Regions from separate parts of the Mus musculus genome. Here region 2 is linked to region 1. A link is a contact called in public promoter capture Hi-C data. All regions are on one chromosome and are shown on one strand. Each heading gives the region's core, a stretch centred on a gene start, on an enhancer-like site or on the middle of the called end of the contact. The rest is flanking DNA. Distances are from core to core; before and after follow the strand shown. Region 1 holds the start of Klhl8 (kelch-like 8). Region 2 has its middle 27 kb from the start of Mepe.

Region 1 (6,712 bases), core at 279-2,778:
ATCCAGTTTGTGCAGTGCTGGACATGAAACCCAGGTTAGGCAAGCACTCTATTTGAACCCTAACATAAAGGACAGAATTTTGAGAGATCATGAAACATCAGTGTAGGTTCTGATACCACGAGGGACTTTACAACAGGGAGGTTGGGTTTCTGTAGGAATGGGGAAATTATACACTCTGGTTAGCTTTCGCTGTGACTTCAAATTAGGATTTGGAATTTATTAAGGAATGTGTAACGTTACAAATTAATAGCACTAACAGTTATCAAATGCTAAAAGAATAGTTTTAAACGTAAAAATTCAGACTGGAGATGTACTCAGTGGTAAGTAGTGTGTTCTCCCGGCATGCTCAAGGTTGGGGGGTGGGAGGTAGAGTGGAGGGGGAGGGGTAGAATAGGAGAGGAGGGGTAGAAAAATATAAGAATGAATATAAATCCAAGCGCATACAGCTGAATACAGCATCTTGTGACTTCTTTTTATACTTGTGTTCCAACTATTTGGTATTTTCAAGGCAACATGACTAAAGTTTTAAGTAGGTCAGTTGGTTTGACTGACAAACCAAAAAATAGGTGCCAGGAGAAAGCAGGCAGAGAAGCAAAGGCTAATGATAAAGCTACCTGCACGCAGTTCACAAGCTCTGGTAGCACTAGCAGAGGGTCTCTGCTCAACTAAACGTACCCCACCCGCCCCTTAGCACGGCCAGGGCTCACGGAAGATGGGGAAACAAGACTGAAAACAATTAACGAGGGGGGGGGGGGCGGGGAGAGAGAGAGAACAGCATTAAATAGAAAAAAGAAAAAAAGAAAAAAAACCCACGTGTACCTGGCAGGTTAATTACTGTGGCAACCCAGGTTCTAAGTAAGACCTATTGCCCAAAGTATCTGCCTACGCTAATACCTTAAGGTAAGAAGCAAAATATAAAGGTAGGCAATTAAAGCAGGTTGGCAAGAATATTCAAAACTGCGAGGATTTCCACGAAATGCATGATAATAAATACTGCCTGCAGGAAAAGGAAGGTAACAAGCTCCCCAAACCGTAACATCAGGGCCGTGCAAGCCCGGGAGACGGTTGGGAACCCCAAACTGTGTCCACAAATCGGGGACCCTCCCTGGAGCAAGCCACGAGCTCAGCCTGGAGCAGCGCCACCCGGCCGGGTACGGATTTTGCAGGAGCCCCGCGAACCCCGGGAGGGGGACACCCCTGAAGTCGCCCAACCCGGACCCCGAGCACCTGCGCCGCCGCTCAGGACAGCGCGGCCCGCGAGGCCCGCCCGGATCCCTTCGGTTCCCCGAGGGAAGGCGCCGGCGCCGCCCGGCAGCTCCTCACCGACGCGAGCGCGGGTGACCGCTCCAGGCTGAGACCCGCGCGCGGGATAACGCAGCGGTTACCTCTGTCCGCGGCCGCCGCGCAGGCCGAGCCGCCACACCCGCTCCGCGCCGGCGCCGCGCCAGCCCCGCTTGGACACCCCGGGGACGCGCTCACCGGCCCGACCGCTCGCTCGTGCCCGGCTCGGCCGAGCGCTCTTGAGAGCCGCGGGGGCGGGGCGGGGCGGGGCGGGGTGGTGAGGCACGAGCGTGCTGCGCGCCGCACTCTGGGAAATGTAGTTCTCTGTTGCCTCTTTGAAGAGCGCGCCTGCGTTTCCCTTCCATCCCTCCCAGTATTCATCCCCTGCGTGGGGAATATCCCAGATTTTATAGCTATTCCTATCAGTTTTATCTCATGCTCTGCAAAATGTATACAAAACAGCTTGTGTCTGCAAAGCAAGGAAGTAATTGAACTAAATACCGAGTGTTAAACACAATTGCTAGTATAAACTGGTGAGATAAGGCAAACTCTCAGTAAAGTTGCTGGAAATGTAGGGAAAAAGAGCAAGGGCATATATTAGGATAGTTCCCTGAACTCTTTTTTTCCAGGGCATTCTGAAGCTTCCAGAATCTTCAAAGCATATTCGAAATGTAGCCATAGACCAGGTGGCTTGGTGCAGGAAGATAAGGTCAGCTGTTCCTGTGGCTGAGATATAAAGATACAAATTGGATCCAGCCTAGGCAAACCACAGAGACTCCAGCTGGGCCTGAAGGAGACAGGTGTCATCACCTGCTCACTTGCACTGGTTTGCTTGTGCCAGCTAGACCCCAAAGGTCCCAGAACCTGCTCAAACATCACCCACGGGTGGGAACCGTTGCCTTAGGGCCACTTCTGCAGGGCTCCTCGAAAATGAGGATCCGAAGTCCCCTGAAACAGAGAGCTCAAATCCATCCTTCTTCCTCAAGTGGTTTTGGTCACGTATTTCGGTACAGTGAGAATAAATTGCTACAACTCTGGACCTAGAGAGGAATTTCTGTTGGCATAGCGGGTTCAGGCAAAAATAATAATAATAATAATAATAATAATAATAATAATAATAATAATAAATCTTAAAGTTAAATATTCATAGCAAATGGGGAAAAAACGAGGGAGCGGGGCAGCCAGGACAAGGACCTGTCCTTAGAGGGATACATCCATAACAACAATTTCACCTAATTATTTTACATATCTATAAAGTGAAGATAAACTAAAAAGAAACGAAGCATGTGGTTTTCTAAATCTAGAGATTTTTCTTAGCTTCATTTGAGAATACACAAGCTGGTTCATAAACAGAGGATATTAGACTCCCCTACCCTGATCTCTATGAATTAAAACCAGAAAGGATGTGATGACACCTCCTGAGTAATTATCTGATTGCACTGGGTGGGAATAAACGGTAATGTTAAATCCCAGTCGGCATTTGCATTTTATATTTTAAGTCTCCCCCTCTAATCCTGGATTAAAAGGCTTTAAACCTCCACCAACATTTCAGATGCTGTCTGCAAATGGATTCGGAAAACTTAATCAAGAAGACAATTTCATCTTCATCTGTAAAGGAGATGAAGCTTGCAGGCAGCAGCAGGAAAGTCTGGACAGAGTTGCGGAACGTCTCAGCGTGAAAATGAACCATCAAGACAATCACCTCCCTGCTGCAGCACCTCACTGGCTTGTATCCCTGTCTGCCCACTCATGGACTCTGACCATCCCCTTCCTCTATGCCAGTCTTACTTGTTTAAACTTCTCTGAACCAGGAGTTGTGGAATCCCAGCATTCAGGAGGCAGAGCAAGCGTTCCAGACCAGCCTGGGCTACATAATGATAACCTCGGGCTAACCTGGGCTACAGCAATGAAAGCCTGTCTAAAAAAACCAAAACAGAAAAAAACGGAAACAAAAAGCAATTACCTCCTGTGCTCTACCTCCAAGACACATTGGTGTCTTCCTTTCCTGGCCTTGGCTCCGTGGCTCATTTTATGCTAATAAATTAATGATAGTTTTCTGTCCGGTACCCATGTAATCAATCTGACAAAGTTATCTTTAAATCAGACTAGAGAGATGGATCAGTGTTTCAGAGCACTGGATGCTCTTCCAGAGGACCCAGGTTCTGTCCCCAGCACCCTACTGGTTGACTTTGGCCAGCCCTGGCAAGGTGAGCAGGGCTCTGGCAGGCTTTGCCCCTGTCTCCCATTTCTTCTGCCTTGCTAAAACCAGTAGATTGCATTCCTGACACCAGCCATCGAGGTCTGTCGCCTTATTTGACCACTTCCCCTCTTGAGGCTGACGACCAAAGTCCAACTATTGAAATGATGATGTCCAGCAACCAAAAGTCCCTTTTGGCTCACCTGCCCAATCAAAACAAACCAACTCATCATAACACGGGGCTTCTCTCTCTTACCCTTACAAAACACCATTTTCCTATAGGTCACATCTGTCCCCACTCTATGCAGAGACAGTCTTTTGTCCCTGCTTTAGGACAAACATTCTCCCTCCCCCCCTCGTTCCCTTCCCCTTCTCCCCTGTACTCTTCTCCCTCACCCTCCCTCTCCTGTTGTTGTCTCTTATCTCCTGCCCTCCATCCCTCTGGGGTAAGTAAATCTTGGTGTTGGCTGAGAACTCGGTCTTGGGGTGTCCTGGGCCATTGCCCATCCTTTCAGTGGTGGCTAACAACAAGCAGTAACTCCAGTTCTCAAGGATCCAAGACCCTCTACTGGGCCTCTGTATTTATGTGGTGCACAGAGGTATATGCAGATAAAACACTCATATACATAAAATAAGATATACACAAATCTCAAAATAAATGAACAACCCTCTGCTCATCTTCACTCATCTCTGAAATGTTTGAAGTTCCTTCATTTCTGATTGGACTTTATCATTTCTGCTTCTTTTGACATGTTGCCTGTGGAATCCTAACCACCATCCGCTATTACTTAGACTTTTTAATCAGGAAGGCTCACCCACTCCTTGTCGCCTCCCCCCCCCCCCACAGTGAGACCCTCTTTTTATCCTTACAGTAACACGAATCCTCAAGCATTTTAATTAATTTTTACTTATCTGCAAGTTTCTTAGACAGAAAAGAGAAACATAGTACTTGATACATACTATGTTCTTAATAAATGATGCCTGCATACACATCAGCTTTGAGTAATTAATTGTTTTGCATACATGTCCAGTCAAGGGCCAGGTAGTAAGTAACTTTATTAAATAAACCTTGTCCCAGCTCTCCAGCTCTGCTTCGTAAATGACAGTAGCTAGTTCTCACTGCGGCTCCAGATACTTGTGTAAGAGACAATGTGATAAAGGTCCGAGTGAACGGTGAAGGGCACACCTCTGGACGAGGTGGCACTGTTAGAAGACATGCTCACCAAGAGGTTAGTGGGTGAGACTAAAACAGGAAGCATCTTTGAGATGGCCACTGGCACTTCAGCTGTGCTCCTTGGAAATCCCCAGTGTTGACAGGATTTTTAACTTGTTACTAATCTGTCGTGGTGGTGGTTTTTGTCACTTTTTTTTTTCTTATTTTCAGTTTTACTACTTTGTCATGCCCTCGTCTAACCAGCTTCCACACCCTGCTGACCCTGCCTAGGTGCGTCTGACTCAGTCTGCACATGGAGGGAACTGGAATTCTCTTTGGAGCAATATATAAAATGTGAGAGTAAGAGCAATTGTCGTCCCATTCAAAATGATGACAATACGAAAGTGAACAGCTGGGCCTTGGACACAGGGTGGAATTCAGTGGTAGAGCATTTCCCTAGTTTGTGCCAAGCCCCAGGTTTGTTCAGCAGTTACGAGCACATACATGAACACACAGGCACACAAAGAAAAATCACTTGCAATAATTATTTTTGAAACATATCTAAGATGCTTCAAAACAAAACTTCATTCACACTTACTTTTTAAAGATTTGTTTGTTTATCATGTATACCATAGTCTCCCTGCATGTATAACTGCATACCAGAAGAGGGCACCAGATCCCATTACAGATGATTGTGAGTCACCATGTGGTTGCTGGAAATTGAACTCAGAACCTCTGGAAGAGCAGCCAGTGCTCTTAATCGCTGAACCATCTCTCCAGACCAATTCACTTTTTTTTTTTCCCCGAGGCAGGGTTTCTCTGTGTAGCCCTGACTGTTTCAGAACTCACTTTGTAGACCAGGCTGTGCTTAAACTCCAAGATCCACCTGCTTCTGCCTCCCAAGTGTTAGGATTAAAAGCATCCACAACCATTACCATTTTCTTCATCTTTATGGTTGGAACAGGCAATATGTTTTCATAGCAATATGTTTCAAGTTCGTGTTTTCCAAATTATGAAAAGTGTTTCTTTTGCTGGGTCTGAGGTTTTTCCTGTGTAGCCTCAAACTCTCATCAGCCTTCCTACCTCAGCCTCCTGGGTGCTGGGACTATATAGGCAAACACGACCACAGCTGGCTTTGAACACACTCCTTTTTTTTTTTTTTTTTAAATTTATTTATTATATGTAAGTACACTGTAGCTGTCTTCAGACACTCCAGAAGAGGGAGTCAGATCTCGTTACGGATGGTTTTGAGCCACCATGTGGTTGCTGGGATTTGAACTTCAGACCTTTGGAAGAGCAGCCGGGTGCTCTTACCCACTGAGCCATCTCACCAGCCCAACACACTCCTTTTTATTAAGCTATAGTTCCATGTGACATACTCTCGGGCATTAAATTTACATCTTCATAATACACTTTATGTCTGAAAAAAATTTACAATAAAAATAAAAGAAAGATCTTCTTAGCTGCATCTCCTTGCTTTCTTTCCTCAGTCAGAGAGCTCCAGCATTTTTTTAGTGATGAATGTAAAAGTTCACTTCTTATTCCTTCTTACAATTATCTACAAAGTACAGATGGCTACGAGACAGAAGGCCAGGTGTTTCATTAGACTTTGTTGAAAATTTCTTTAAAAGGAATTAAGCAAGCTTATGGGAGGAAATATCTGTCTTATATTTTTTCTTCCTGGGAGGATTTTAGTGTGTGTGTGTGTGTGTGTGTGTTTGTGTGTGTGTGTATCTCAGCCCTCTTGGAGCATAGTGGTATTTGAGGATGGATGGAAGTCATGCATAGGATGGCGGGAAATGATAGGAGGATTGTGAGTCTCCGGTGATTGATCCTTGAACCAGAATCTCAGTCCTACGTTATTTCCGTTTAGACAATGAAAGCCACGGATTCACTGAATTTTGTTTTATACAGTCAGACCCGGACCTGGTTTAAGATCATACAAAGAAACGTGTGCAATACGTACGTCATGGAGAATCTCTTGGGTATTAGGTTAGGATAAATTATGTGAATTTCTTCTTGCTCATGTGATAGTATCCTGACCTCCCGACCCTTGTGGAACAGAATGGGATAGAGTTTGA
Region 2 (6,655 bases), core at 2,128-4,627, 440 kb after region 1:
GACTAACTGTGGCATGACTGACTGTGACATGACTGGCTGTGACATGACTGGGCTGTGACATGACTGACTGTGACATGACTGACTGTGACATGACTGACTGTGACATGACTGGGCTGTGACATGACTGACTGTGACATGACTGACTGTGACATGACTGACTGTGACATGACTGATCTGTGGCATGACTGACTGTGACATGACTGGCTGTGACATGACTGGGCTGTGACATGACTGACTGTGACATGACTGACTGTGACATGACTGACTGTGACATGACTGATCTGTGACATGACTGGTCTGTGACATGACTGACTGTGACATGACTGATCTGTGATATGACTGGTCTGTGACATGACTGACTGTGACATGACTAACTGTGACATGACTAGTCTTTGAAATTGTATTAAAGAGCCATGCTTGGTTCCTGTGAATGAATATGTACAATTGTTTATTATGCATCAATTTAAAACAAAGGATGGGGGGGTATCCATTGCTTTGTTTTTTGACAAAGTTTTACTATATTGGCAAGCCTTGAGTTTGTGACCCTCTTGCCTCAGGCTCCTAAGTGTTCTGCTGCCACATCGGGTCTAAATATATATTTATTTATTAAAACAAATTTTAAGTTGATAAAAACCCAATCACTCAAAAACAAACAAACAAACAAACAAAAACCTAAAAGAACATCCCCAAAGGCGATGCTTAAGGAGGCCTGTAGCCAGCCAGAAAGTCACATGGGTTTTCCTGTCTGGGTGGATGGGCAGAGAGTCTGTCTCCACCTGAACTCACTCTTCTAGTCCCTATTAATGGAGGCTTCTGTCTCTGGCCCATGGAAAATGTTAGAAAAATCTGTCATCAAGTTGCTCTCACTCTTGCCAGAGATTGAACCATGCAGCCTGCTTGTTGGAGATAATGAAAGGACAGAGAATGGGGACTTCACTGTTCCTAAAAGAAGAGACTGGCTGTCGGTGTCAGATAGGTAGGCATGGTGCCACATTCACCCTGACTTGGTCTCACCCTTTCATAGCATCATGGTGGCAAAGTTGTGGGGCACTCTGACTCAATTCCCAGCTAGGATGGATGCTTGCTACCAATAGTGGCAAACACCTGGGGCAATCAGCTTGTAAAGGGAAAAGGTTTAGGTTAGCTTACATTTTTGGACACTCCAGTCCATGCTGAAGCAAGCTCATTTCTTTTGATAATCTTTGAGAGCCTAAAACATGGCACTGGACCCCATGTGTTCATGTCTACCACCCCCAGTAGTGCTACCTTGAGGACCACGCATTTTATCAATGGCCTCTGGAGATTCTTGAATAGATGCTCTAGAGTTGCTTATTACCAACGCTTACACGTGTATTCAAGTGGAATCTTGTTGAATGTGTATCTTAGGGAGTTTACCACTACATCCCTGAAAGTGTTTTAGAAATGCCTTCAGAACTCATGGCAACCCCATTCAGCTATCACTTCCTTATTCTCTCAGGAAGTTGATCAGTTTAGAATCGCTAATGTAGCTACTACTGATAGAAGCATTTCATGTTTCTTCATAAATGAACTCCCACAGAGTAGCTGCTGCTATATTCACACACACACACACACACACACACACACACACACACACACACACCACATCACCATGCCACTTCATGTGTGCCAACTCTCAAAGGATGTTGTCATGATTAATATCAGCTTGTCAGGGCTAACAGATGCCCAGGTAAGTTATAAACAGTACTGATGAATGGATCGGTTTTAGGTACACTCTGCTGCTTGATAAACACCTGGACCAAAAGCAACTTACAGTCCATTATTCAGAGAATCTGAAGAAGGAACACAAGGCACAAGCCTGGAGACAGGGCTAAGCAGAGAGTATAGAGGAACGATGCTATGCTTTGCCCCCTTGGGCTTGCTGGGCTGCTTCACTTATACAACCTAGGACTACTTCCAAAGGATAGCACCAGCCGCTGTGGCCTAGGCCCTCCTCCATCAATGAACAACCAATAAAATGCCCCCAAGACATGCTTCTAGGCCAATCTAATGGAGCCAGTTTCTCAGTTGAGGTTTTTCTTTCCTGTTATGTCAAGTTTACAACCAAGAGCAGCCATCACAGGTCTATGGAGGTGTTTCTGAAAGAGGAGAGAATTCAAATGAGCAAGCTAAATAAAATCATTAGGGTAATCCAATACACTGAATGTCAATGTGTGTGTGTGTGTGTGTGTGTGTGTGTGTGTGTGTGTGTGTGTGAGTCTATTTCCCCAGGAATGTGAAAGAAGGGGGCACTTTCTATCTGAATTGTCCAGCTATGCTCTAGGACATGAGTTCTCTGGCCTTCAGACTCAGGCTTTCACACTGCAGCCTCCCAGTTTGTAGGTCTTCAGAACTGAACTGAATCACACCACCAGCATACAGTCAGTGTACCATGGCATTTCTCAGCTCCCATAAATTAAGTGACTAGTTCCCATAAGGAGCCTCCTCTTCCATATGTACATATTTTGTACTGGTTGTATTCTCCTGGCAACTTCTGACTAACACAGGCATGCTGCTATTCATGGAATGAAAACCGTGGAAACCCACAAAGAAACAGGACCTACTGCATAATGAGTGCCTCCTAGTACAAGCAACACAAGCTTTCCTGTTCAAATGACTGGGGGATGCCCTATACTATCTACCACTCCATCCTGTGCTCTGCATATCACACCTGCAGGAGCACATGGCCCAGGGCATCCATCATGTCTCTATACAAATCAACAGCTCAAAATGACTATAAGAACTTCAAGTTGATGTGTTGGTGCATAGTTCACTGGAAGAGCACTTTTGCTAACGTGAATAAGACCGTAAGTTTTAGATATTCTCTCTCTCTCTCTCTCTCTCTCTCTCTCTATATATATATATATATATATATATATGTGTGTGTGTGTGTGTGTGTGTGTGTGTGTGTGTGTGTAAAACATATGGAATATATGTATATATATAAACATGGAATATATATGGAATACATATGTATTTATAAAGCATAAAGCTTTTACATATATATATACATATGCATATATATGTGTATATATATATGTATATATTCCAATTTCTTTTTAAATTAAAGCACTTCATGTGTGGGCCTGTTTTGAGCCCTCAGACTTCGGAAGCCAGCCCTGCACACACACAGGCACACACAGGCACACACAGGCACACACAGGCACACACAGGACCAGCCTCACTGCTCTTCCTCCTCTCTGCAATAGAAACTTACTTTTCTGTTATTTGTTTCCGTTTTTACAAAAGGATAAGAGACTGTTGAACAGAATGTCCTTTTTAAGCCAACAAAGCAGTGTGTCCACAGTGGGTCAGAGGCAGAGCAAGACTCAGGGGCGGGATAGAGCCTCTTCCGGGCTGGAGAAGCAGACCAGGAAGTCCCGGAAATGTCAGCCTGTTTCCCCCTCAAATTCAAACAGAACAGAATATTCCTTCTGTGGGTGGGTTTCAGCAAACACTGTAAAGGCCACTGTATACAAACCTTTCCAGAAGCAACGAGTAAAAGCAATACCAACTCCTACCCCTCTGTCTCACCTCATTTCCCTTGCTTCCTGTGGCTGCCCCGTCCTATTCAACAGACACTCACAAAAATATCGGTTATTAGACAACCTGTGGTTAATTTATATTTTTAGCATGTGCTGCTTGGGCACTGTGTGGTGATTTAAAGGGGCATACTAGCTCTGACAGAGTTTCTCAAATTCCCAGAAGCAACTTCAAAATAACGGTCATTTCTCCCTGGCTAGAAATCAGTTCATGTGTTTATGTCTTGCTACAACAGCGCTAGGAACACAACTAGTTGGTCATGCAGAACTTAACTATGCACCAAAATGATCAAATGGGGAAACACGGTGGAGGAACTGTGCAAACGCCCCCTTTTTCAGAGGCAACGTTGGGTTTAGTTTTAAGTTTTAATCTGGATGCTTTCTCATCTCCCTCCCCCCCCCCCTTACCCCCCAACCCCCACCTCCACCCCGGCCATAGTACAGGGCCTTTGCAATGCTGCTCAAATCTGCCTCTGGCCTGTGGTCAGAGTATCACAGCAACATCACCCTATTTCTAGTCCATTAGTACAACCAAAAATTCTTAGATCATACTCTCTGAAAAGCTTGTATGACATTCTTGAGAGTTCCCAAAGGAAAGCAACCTTTGCTGTCATTGATACTTAGAAGTACTTAGAAGTCAGAGAAAAGCAAGGTGTCATGAAACCATTTACAACAACCATTTGTATTTAACATCCATAAAAGTCTCCTGACAGTAACTCCCTCAGCAGTGTCCATACCATGGCAACCTTGGTTTGACCATGGAGATCTAATCCAGTGGAAATTTGGAATGACCCCGAGGAACAGGCACTTAGATAAATGAGCTGGAATTTCTATGAAACTTCTTATAAAAAGGGAAAGCAAAGAGACAAACTCAGAAATGAAGAGGTCTGACAGTAGAGCTCAGGTTTTTTCCCAAAGCGAGGCTGAGGTGAAAGGTTTTCCAGTCATGCTGAAAATAGAATTTGCTGACAAAGTTATGATCACATTGGAACTACAGCGGGGTTGTGAAAGAAATTTACAGAAAGCATTATTTATTTTTAACTGGAGTATTTCCAAACTACCTCTGGGAAGTGCCTGCCTGTTCTAGATGGTTATTTCACGCCTTCATCTGCCTGCTACCCCCCTCCCACCTCCCCACTCATTTACTAACACCCAGAGGTCACTTAGCAAGCATAAGAACACTCGATGATGTTTAAAACTTTTAGCTAAGTTCTTATTCTGTAACTTAGAAAACTGATGGCAGTGAGATATGTATTTATGGTTGACAAGGTGTCCCTTATTAATTAAAATGGGACATTTGTTCTCTTTTTAAATTTGTTTTTAAAAATTAAGTTACTTATTCACTTCATATCCCAATATCAGCCCTCCTCTCCTCGCAGTACCGCCTCATGCAGATCCTCACCCAATTTCCCCTCCCCTTCTCCTCTGAAAAGAGGGAGGCCCCCTCTGGATATCACCCCTACACACACACACACACACACACACACACACACCACATCAAACCACTGCAGGACTAGGTTCACCCTCTCCCACGGAGTCTAGACAAGGTGGGCCAGTTAGGGGAACGAGATCCACAGGCAGACAACAGAGCCCCGGATATCCCCTGCCCCAGTTGTTAGGAGACCTGAATGAAGACCAAGGTACACATCTGCTACATACATGCAGTGGCCTAGGTCCAGGCTATGGTTGCTCTTTGGTTGGTGGTTCAGTCTCTGGGAGCCCTCAAGGGTCCATATTAATTGACTTTCTTAGTCTTCCTGTGGAGTCTCTATCTTTTTCGGGCCCCTCAATCCTTCTGCCATCTCTTCCATAAGATTTCCCAAGCTCCATCTAATAACTGGTTGTAGGTGTCTGCATCTCTTTCCATTGGCTACTGGGTAGAGCCTCTCAGAGGACAGTTATAGTAGGCTCGGTAAGCATAGCAGAGTATTGTTAATAGTGTCAAGGATTGGTTCTGGCCCATGGGGCTGGTCTTGGTTTGGGTTAGTCATTGATTGGCCTCTCACTTACTCATTTAATGCATGTATTCTGATTGGTTTGGGTCAGTCGTTGGTTGGCCGCTCGCTTACTCCCTTATTTAATGCGTGTATTCTGACACATATCTACCTCAGTGCTCCTCAGCCTTCATTTCACTTCTGTCTTTTCTTTTCTAAGGCAGTTTAGAATGTGACCGCGCCTCTGTATGCAATAGTTACTTATGTACATGCGCACTTGTGCCTTTTGCATTTAAATAGTATTTTTTTCTTCTCTGTGATCCATATGCTCTATTTAGCAGAGCTTGCAAGATACACATTGGAGGAACAAGTGAGAATGGCTGTACCCATTGCTTATTTGTCCTTTGTCTGAGATCGAACAAATACACCGGGTCTGAGAGTGAGTGGGATAAGCAGAGAAGAGCTAAGACTGATGGTGAGCAGCATCGGCCAACTGCAGGTTGAGTTGTAAGAGCAGTAATCACACCCTCTTTCTGCCTTCAGCTTCCTTGTCTGTGTCTGGTACAGCTACCTACCCTCCTAAACCTCTAGGCTGCCTTCACTTATAAATTTTTCAATCTCCTCTCGATAATCTGTGCTTCTTCTGACCCAACTTGAGAATTCTTTTTATTCCTGAGCTGGGAAGTGCTAGCAGCTTAATTTTGTAATCCTCACACTTGCTTTATGTGAAAGACTCATAGTTCAGAGTTGATAAAGTGTTCCTTAGAAGGCCATGTGGATATTAAAAGAGAGCCTTTTTTTTTAAGGACTTTACCCTTGCAGGAGTGAAGGTTTACACATCATAGAAAATGAGCAAGGTAATCTGTAACAAAAATTTCTTCAAATATCCCTAAAGTAATAACAATAATAAATAATAAATAAGCAATACATCTCTACCTTTCCTTGATTCCCTTCTAGCAAGCATGATCTGTTCTGACACACTGGAAACTTGGACAGGGCTTGCTAAGAGCATCTTCATTATCTTTAAATTCCAACTTCTTCTTCACTATCTTTAAATGGCAACCAATGCACGAAGCACAATACCTCCTACCATGCTCCCAGTCAATAAATCTAAGCTGAATTCTCTATTCCAAGTGGTTTTTATGTCATAAATAATTCTAC

Evidence for each region. Promoter capture Hi-C pulls out the DNA fragments that hold promoters and counts their contacts.
Region 2: a contact with region 1 is called in a promoter capture Hi-C map of pre-B cells. The contact joins the enhancer-like site here to the promoter of Klhl8 in region 1. A contact is called at or near these places in 8 of 39 promoter capture datasets (the 3T3-L1 cell line, 3T3-L1-derived adipocytes, cranial neural crest and 4 more), 1 of 15 datasets of contacts at CTCF or cohesin (embryonic stem cells), 9 of 484 Hi-C or Micro-C datasets (cortical neurons, embryonic stem cells, nephron progenitors and 1 more), 3 of 115 datasets of contacts at active chromatin or transcription factors (astrocytes, embryonic stem cells and forebrain) and 1 of 9 other capture datasets (embryonic stem cells).

What each region holds. Positions count from the first base shown.
Region 1 is chr5:103,909,731-103,916,442 of GRCm38.p6, forward strand. Klhl8 (kelch-like 8) reads right to left here and starts at 1,529. Exons shown (of 10, transcript NM_178741.4): 1 at 1,386-1,529.
Region 2 is chr5:104,348,709-104,355,363 of GRCm38.p6, forward strand. No RefSeq gene overlaps it. Among named protein-coding and RNA genes, the nearest start is that of Mepe, 27 kb to the left of the region's middle. Within about 2 kb of position 3,378, at least 24 of the 459 cell types and tissues checked have an H3K27ac peak or open chromatin away from gene starts, as enhancers often do. A contact at or near this core is called in cortical neurons and pre-B cells, where this site is marked.